2 separate regions of the Ovis aries genome follow, and region 1 is linked to region 2. The links are chromatin contacts, called in public Hi-C maps. All regions are on one chromosome and are shown on one strand. The core of a region is the stretch at or near the end of the contact, and the rest is flanking DNA. Distances in the headings are between cores, read along the strand shown.

Evidence for each region. Hi-C and Micro-C count contacts between places; a contact is called where the count stands out from the background.
Region 1: a Hi-C map of liver shows a contact between it and region 2, with 3 times the contacts expected there. The contact joins the enhancer-like site here to the promoter of NIPBL in region 2. A contact is called at or near these places in 12 of 16 Hi-C or Micro-C datasets (blood, hypothalamus, liver and 5 more).

Annotation. Positions count from the first base shown.
Region 1 is chr16:37,643,757-37,648,331 of ARS-UI_Ramb_v3.0, forward strand. No RefSeq gene overlaps it. Among named protein-coding and RNA genes, the nearest start is that of NIPBL, 120 kb to the left of the region's middle. Within about 2 kb of position 2,620, at least 17 of the 54 cell types and tissues checked have an H3K27ac peak or open chromatin away from gene starts, as enhancers often do. A contact at or near this core is called in hypothalamus and liver, where this site is marked.
Region 2 is chr16:37,519,937-37,524,029 of ARS-UI_Ramb_v3.0, forward strand. NIPBL (NIPBL cohesin loading factor) reads right to left here and starts at 2,022. Exons shown (of 47, transcript XM_060400493.1): 1 at 1,611-2,022.

The sequences.
Region 1 (4,575 bases), core at 1,370-3,869, 120 kb after region 2:
GACAGGGAAGCGTGGTGTGCTGCAGTCCACAGGGTAGCAAACAGTTGGACATGACTGAGCAACTGAACAACTGAACAGCAACAGCAATGTGTAGGCAAGTTGATAGAAGAGCCTGGAGGTAGAGTGACCTGTTGGGAGATGTTTTCAATGGTGCAGATAAGAATGGCTGGAGTAGCTGTGATAGGAATCACAGCCTCAGGAAAGGAAATCTATGTAAGAAGATACAATGAAGCAAGGGCAAAGGGTCTTGATGATTAAGAGGGAAGAGATCAAACATTCCTGGAAGTCTGGCAGTAATAGAAATCAGAAGGAGGTTCAATTTGAGTGTTCCTGTATTTAAGATGTTGGCAGGTCATCCAGGTGGCATATGTCCAGTAGGCATTGGAAATGTGTCACTTAGAACCACAGAGCAAGGTCAGAGCTTTATAATTCAGTTTGGAAGTCTTCAGCGAAGGAAGAGGTGGTGGCTGAACTCCTCCACAACTGCCCTCCAGCCTTTCTTGATCAAACCCATTTTAGTGGCCAGCCTGGTGATTCCCAGCCTCATCCCTCTATTTCTCATTCCATATTTCCCTTTTTACTTCTCATTATAGGCTGAATTGTGTCTCCTAAAATTCAGATGTTGGAGTCCTGTCCCCTAGCATCTCAGCTTGTGACTTTATTTGGAGGTTGAGTCTTTAAAGAGGTGATTCAGGTTCAACAAGGTCATTGGGGTGAACGCTACTCCAATAAGACTGGCATCTTTATAAGAAGAGGAGATTAGGAACTTCCCTGGTGGTCCAGTGGCTAAGACTCCATGCTCCCAATACAGGGTGCCCAGGTTCGATCCTGGCCAGAGAACTAGATCCCACATGCTGCAGCTAAGAGTTTACTTGCCGCAACTAAAGGTCTTGCATGCCACAAGTAAAAGAACAGATGTGCTGTAACTAAAGAACCAAGGCCTGGTGAAGCCAGACTTCTCATAGCTCAGTTGGTAAATTATCCGCCTGCAATGCAGGACACTCGGGTTCGATTCCTGGGTCAGGAAGATCTCCTGGAGAAGGAAATGGAAACCCACTGCAGTATTCTTGCCTGGAGAATCCCATTGTCAGAGGAGCCTGGTGGGTTACAGTCCATGGGGTTGCAAGTTCAGTTCAGTTCAGTTGCTCAGTCGTGTCTGACTGTGACCCCATGGACTGCAGCACATCACACTTCCCTGTCCGTCACCAACTCCCAGAGCTTACTCAAACTCATGTCCATTGAGTTGGTGATGCCATCCAACCATCTCATCTTCTGTTGTCCCCTTCTCCTGCCTTTAATCTTTCCCAGAATCAGGGTCTTCGCATCCGTTCTTCGCATCAGGTGGCCAGAGTATTGGAGTTTCAGCTTCAGCATCAGTCCTTCCAATGAATATTCAGGACTGATTTCTTTTAGGATGGACTGGTTGGATCTCTTTGCAGTCCATGGGACTCTTGAAAGAGTTGAATGTAAATAAAGAAGTATTTTAAAATATTTTTAAAAGAAGAGGAGATTAGGACAAAGACATACATTGAGGAAAGACCATGTAAAGACACTGGGAGGAGACAGTCATCTGTGAGCCAAGGAAAGAGGCCTTAGGAAAAAACAACCCTGTAGACACCTTGATCTCAGATTCCTTGCCTCCAGAATGATGAGAAATCATGAGAAAATAAAATTCTGTTGTCTTAAGCCACCTAGTCTACGGTACCTCGTCATGGCAGCCCTTTTGAAAGAATGCACATAGCCCAAGGACACAACATAAACTAATCTGAATCAAATGAGTCCAAGATGCAGACAAGTCAACTTTGACTAGACCTTGATCCTCAATCAGCAAGCTACATGAGACACTCAGAAGCTCCACGACAGTTCCAAGCCACCGTCAGAAGACCAAAAAATGGGCGGTGGCCCAATTCCTGGAAATCTCTACCCTTTTCCCAAAATAGCTGGAATAATCTTCCCACTCATTAGCCTGTGAAATTACCCAGCCCCTAAAAACTAACCACACCACATTTTGAGGCTGCTGCACCCACCCTCTGCGATGGCTCACCGTCTGTCTGTGGAGTGTGTTTCTCTCTGAATAAATCCACTTCTTACCTATCACTTCGTCTCTCACCGGATTTTTTCTGAGATGAGACATCAAGAACCTGAGCTTCATTAGGTCCTGAAACCAACTGGTCTCTCATCTCAGTTGGAAGACTGTGGTTTCTGCTGGGTTCGAGTCCCAGACACATGGATTATAGTCCCAATCTGAGATAAAGGGTTGCACAGGAACCAGTGTCCTGGTATGACTACCCGTCTGAGGGCACCCCATCTGCCAGTGTATCCCCCCCTGCTTACATTTTGCCAGCTCTGTTTCCCAGCCACTCATTCTCTGTATATGCTGTGGGTGGTATTGAGTAGTTATCAGCAATGTTGTTCCCTGTGAACTGAAAATAAGGTTATTCTTCCCTGATAACAGTGCTCTGTATCTCAAGAGGCCCCCCACTCCCCCCACCACAGCGGTCACTCTGGCGTCCAGAGCACATCTTGTGGGAGATCACGCCTTTCTCAGCACCCGGCTCACAGCTGTCGGAGGACTGTTCAGCCACCTGTTCGTAAGGCTGTCTCTGGCAATGGATTCCTGCCTGTGCCTTCCTTTGAAAGTATACTCAGAACAGAAAGAAATGTGTCCTTCCTCATTAATGAGAGCAGGAAGTGAGATTTCACCGTACTTATAATTCATGAGGTTTTTTTTTGTTTTTTTTTTAGTGTTGATTCTGAATCTCAGCTCTGCTGTTCAAAACACAAAATAAAATGCTAGGAGTGTAGAAGACCAAGTCAGGGCTTAAAAAGTAGCCCTCAGAGGAAGCAAACAGAGAGATATTTTTGCACAACCACCTACGAAGAGCTTATCTAGGAAAGGGTCGAATAGCTAGTGCTCAGAAAGCTCCTGTTAGCTCAGCTGGATTGATTCCAAGTCCTGACTCGTAGACTTCTGTGACAGTGAAATATTCAGACCAGGACCATGTCCTTGGTGACTTCTGTGTTCATTAGAGCTGGCCTTTATGATGGATTGAAGCCGTTATTATGAGGAAGGTGCTGATGAACTGTTCTCCATCTTCTCAGAGGACAGAATGAGAGCAAGTGGGATGAAGGTATAGCCATGAGAGTCATCAGAAATAGCCTGCTTCTCAGGCCCCTTTAAAGCCTGCCTAGGTGACGCGACCGAAGCGGCTTAGCAGCAGCAGCAGCAGCAGGTTGCGCTTTAGCTCCCTCCTCTGGGATTCCCGGGTACTACCCTGCGCGTCCCCCGGTTGTTCCACTGACCGTCACTAATACATTGTGGAGTTACATGTTTATGTGCCTGTTCCTACCAGCAGACTGTGAACTCCCAAGGGGCATGACTTCATCTGTCTTTGTTCCTCTGCCTGCGCCTGTAGCTGACACTGGGTGAGCCCTCCGTGGAGGTGAATGAATGGCTATCTCTTTGTCCTTTGAAAATTACTTAGCGTCCTGGAATTTGTTTGTGTGTATATGTGTGTGTGTGTGTGTGTGTGTGTGTGTGTGTGTGTGTGTGTGTGTGTATGTGAGAGAGAGAGAGAGAAGGTGGGAAAGACCATGAATAAATGACTCTTAGAAATGACTCTGATGACTTCATTCCTCTGGATTTCAAATAAGTATGTGAAGAGCACTGCAAATCCAGCATATATTGATGGGTAAGACATAATTATTGACTAATCAACTAACAGAGGGCTGGCAAATAGGTATTTGTCAGTGAGAGAGAGGGTGACTGGAAGAGGTAGCTGTGCACTTGATGGTCAGTATAGCGGCCATTTATGGGCTCCTTCTAATGTGTCAGGTGTTTTGTTCATGCTGTTTCGTTTGATTCTCACGTACTTCTTGAGATTTATAGTGCTTCCCCCCATTTTACAGATAGGGAGACTGAGGTTCCGAAGCCTATTCATTCAGCCACAACCGTATTTATTATGTTCTGGCTGCATGCTAGACTGTGCTAGGCTCTAGGGCTATGTAGGACACATGTCCTTTTTCCTTAGAGCTTTAGAATCTAGCAGGAAAGAGAAACATAAAAGAGGTAAGATACGTGGCTTAACAGGGTGCTGTTACAGTTTATAGCAGGAGGGTGCCCATTAGGAGTTCAGAGTACAGTCAGATACTGAGGAGCAGGCAGCTTGTTACAGTGGGCTTGATAATAGGTGTTCCATGCAAGTAAGCACCAGGTGCTCTGGGAGGATGCAGGAGGCAATCAGGGAGGCTTCTTGGAGGAAGTGATATCCTACTGAGACCTAAAGGGCAAACAGGAGTTTACTATTTAATAGGTTAAAAAGGGAGAGGGAAGGAGTGTTTCTAGGGAAAAGAATATGCAAAGGCCCAGAGGTGAGAACTAACATGACCGTTGAAAGTTAACCCTGGCTGCAATATGGATTCTGAGCTAGAAATGAAGCTGGAGAGAAAAGCAGGGGGACAGATACTAAGGGTTATCATAAAAATCTCAGACTTGATCTCAAGGCAACCAGACAGAGGATGAAAGCCTAAACAAAGTAGGAACAGGTCAAATGACTAGTCCGAAGTCTTATGACC
Region 2 (4,093 bases), core at 772-3,271:
GGATTTATAGCATTAAAAACATGCCTAGTACGTGACAGCTATATTAACTTCACTCTTTCTAACATTTATCCATACGTTTGCAGGAAACGTGGAAGAATTTACTTTAAGCAAAAGGCTAAACTCAAAAATCACCTCCAGAAAAGTTACTTGTTCTACGATGACATAATAATTTAATGAGAGGCAAAAAATTTGAACCAACGTAACACTCACCAATAAAACAAGGGACTTTGTTGATCGGTGTTGCTTCATTTTAACCAATGAAAGTTTTCCTTCAGTGAATATGAGACAAAGTATCAAAACAGTCTAACCCAGGAACAATTATTTTTCTATGCAACTTGTATGGCTGAGCACTTTTAAACTGGCTTTTCCCTTATACCAACCTACATTATCAACGCCTCCACAAACAAGCTCCAAGCACTTAACTTACTTGTGAGCTAGAATTTAAGATAAAATTGATATTTTTCTCCAGCATTTACAGATACATTTGACCTATTAAAATGACACCTCTCTCATTACACAGTCAAACATCATGGGCACAAACAGCCAATGACAATCCTGGGACCTCAAGAAGATCTGCCCTGACATGAAAGGATGGCACCTTTCACATTTTTTTTTAACCTCCCAGGGATTTTAAGCATAACTTCATTTCTGTCCTTTTAAAGGAAATTGGATGTACTTATATCTCACCGCAATTCTCAGAACATTTAAAAACCTTTTTAAGCTTCTACACGTTTAGATCAGGAAGTACCTGAGTGTTTCACGTATAATCAGTTAAAACTGTCCTTATATAACGCACACAAATATAAAGAGGCAGGGTAAACCTGTCAAGTACTTTACACTTGTCTCTGAATAAAAAGTCCATGTGCAACACACTGTCAAACAACAACATAAAAGCGCTTTGCGTGGGTGGGGGGGTCATATGCAGTGTCTACTATACTATAGTTTTCTGTATTAAATATTCATGTGGACGATTTAATTTTCCTTAAAAAGAAAATGAGTCTTTATTAACTTTCCAACGTCCAAACAAGTTCTACACAGGAAAAGAATTACCACTGGATCCGTGTCTGAGTATTTACATTTGTCTCACTAACTGAAACTACTTCCTCCCTTCATGGGGTCACAGGGGGAAGAAGGGGGGTTGTTTGTTTCACTGGGACGTTCCCCACTCCCGGACCAGGAAAGTTGTAAATATGGGGACGGAGAGGGCACATTTGCTGTTAGTTGTATTGTTTCCGCCTCCTCACTAGCTACAGCTCTTCTCCCGGGCGAGGCCTGTCACCGACCAGCAGTAGCTCCGCTCAGCCCGGAGCTCTCCTAATCCCCGAGCTCAAGTAGATTCCGCTGGCCCGCGGCCTGCACTCTCCGCCGGGCCTACGCCTCCCCGGCCGCCCGGCAGGAGCCCAGTCCCCGCCACCGGAGCCGGCCGGGAGAGGGTACAAAACCACCGCCACCCAGGGCGGCTGCCACCAGAGAGGAGCGAACTCTAGACTCGCCCGTGGAGGAGACCTGGGGCCGCTAAGGAAACGGCGGGGAGGGGAGCGAGGAGGAGAGACGCTGAGGACCTGGCGCCGCCGCCGCCGCCGCCGCCGAAATAAAGAGCAGGAATTTACCTGGGCGAATCGGCGTCTGAATCCAAGGGGAGGCCGAGGCCGCTGTGGCGAGAGACTATAATCCGGGCCGGGAGGGGGGGTGGCTACGGCTCCTCTTCCGTCTCCTCAGTGCGGGGAACATGTAGAGCCGGGGGGAGACCAGCCGAGAAGACAAATCGCTGCTTCTTCTTCCTCCTCCTCCTCCTTCTCCCACATAGAAACACTCACAAACACCCGACCAGGGGCCCGAGCTACCGGGGGGGCATCGCCGCCGGCCCGGGAACCAATCCTCCAGTCGGCGGGGGCGTCCCTCCCTGCGGCTTGGTGGTGTCGGGTGAGTCGGTACCGACGGAGGGAGGGGGGGGAGGGCGGGGGGGGAAGGAGCCCTGTGTGTGTCTCTCTCTCGTTCCGTCTCTCCCTCTCAGAACAAAATGCCGACCGGAAGTGCAGCTGCAGGAATGACTCCCTCCGCCGGCGCCAAACACTAACAACCACCCCCTCTTCCCCACTCCACTTCCGCCACCGCCGCGCCGCCGCCGCCACTTGGGCTCGCGTCTTCGGCCTCGCCGCACTGCACAGCCCGTGCCGCTCAGCTCCGCACCGCACCCGAGGCCCGGAGGCGGCCGGCAGCGAGGCGGCGGGGGCCTCTCCTCCGCGCCCTTCTCGTCGGGGCGGCTGTGGACGTTGCCTTTTAGTGTCGATCCTGCGGAGCGGCGTTTTCGCTGTGGCACGAGCGGGCCAGGTCTTCCTGGTCTTTATTTTCCTGGAGGCCGGCCGGAACGGGGCCTGAGCCTCGGTGGTGGTCGTATGCGTGGGGGGCGCTCAGGCCGGGACCGGCTCGCAGACCACGCACGCCGCCCCAGCTGCTCGTCATTAGCTCTCGGGAGCCGAGCTCGGGGCGGCCACGTAGAGGACGCCCGCGATCGGACGGCGACCGAGCATTTTTTAAATGGTGTCCCTGCAGCCGGGTGGATGGATGTATCGTATTGTACACTCTTCTCTCTTTTTGAGAGGCCGGACTTTACTCCCATCTCTGCATTATTTCTGCGGAGTAAGGACGCAACCCTTGAAGGAGACGAAGATTCTCAGCTGGATTGAATTGGAATCGTGTTTGTAATGCATTTATTTCTGGAAATATGTGGTCTTTTCTGGGCTCGCTTTTTGTTGATGGTGGTTTTGGCTCTTGCCTAGCAGTCGGGATAAAGGCCTGTAGGCGACGCTGTTCGAGCGAGGAGCCGGCCCGCGGTGGGCCCGGAGCGCGCCCCATTCTAGGTGTGGGTGGAGCCGAGCGCGCGGGGAGAGCCGGCGGACTGCGGGCCGGGCCGATTTCAGACATCGTTTTCCTCTTTACGCTCGAAACAGAGGTCCTGACCAAGGCTGGAGTACAGATGCGATTCTGTGTACAGTACCGAGCCTTCTGTAGTCTCTTACTGAAACACCTGAAATAACTTTATCATACAGTTCACTATTAAGTTTACTATTTACTTCTGTAAATATAGAGGGTGCTATTCTTCAGGTAAAAGTGCCTAGGTAAGCGGATTTTATTCAAATGGGACGAAATTTGTGTTATATTATCGTGAGTTTACTTAAGTTGTATGTGAACTGTATTTGTCTGTGTACCAGTACGCTGAAAGTTAAACAGGCAAATTTGCCCGCGGGCCATTCCTTTTGCTTCAGAGATCGCTACAAGGACTAAATCAGATCTTACGCGTCTCTCGAGCCGGCATTTGCTTAGCCGGGAGTAAAAGCCGAAGTCTTGACCACGGCCTGAAGGCGCTGCGCGCGGTGGGGCGCGGGGAGTCGCCTCGGTTGCGGAGCCAGCAGGGTGTCTGCTCCGCCTTCTACCAAGCTCCTTCCACGAGTGCCACAGAGTTTCTCTCTTACTTTCAGGGTTTTGCTCGGCTGTCTCCTCGGGGCTCTGTGGCCTCTCTTTAAACTGGACGTTCCCGATTCCCTCCTCATTTTTATCCTGCAGGCATTCTACTTATCATGCTTGTTTATCTCATCTGTACCGATAGAATAATGTAAGCTCCAGGAGGGCAAGGTCCTCCCCCCTCGCCGCCCCAAACTGGAGTTTTGTGTAGAAAATACTGCCTGACACACAGTATTTGCTTAATAGCTGGATAATGAATGAACGACGATTATAAGGGCCTTGACCTCACCCCACACATACACCCGTTTCTGAACTCTATTCCTTACGTGTATATATACTTATATGCTACAGAGAACTTTTATGAAAAGTGTGTGAAAACAAAAGAAAACCGGGGGGGAAAGTGCAAGTTTATTACAAAGTTCTAGGAAACGGCACTACTTCTAGACATTGAAAGCCCCCTAGAAGCACCAGAAGCCCACAAACGAGTGATAGTTACATGTTTTTAGATAAATGGGCTTGCTCGAGGACAGTACATTATGTGATCCATTGGATTATGAGTATATTCATATTGCTTTCCTCTCTTCCTCAATCAAACTGCATTCTTCATCCATTCTGTACTCTTTCTTGAAAA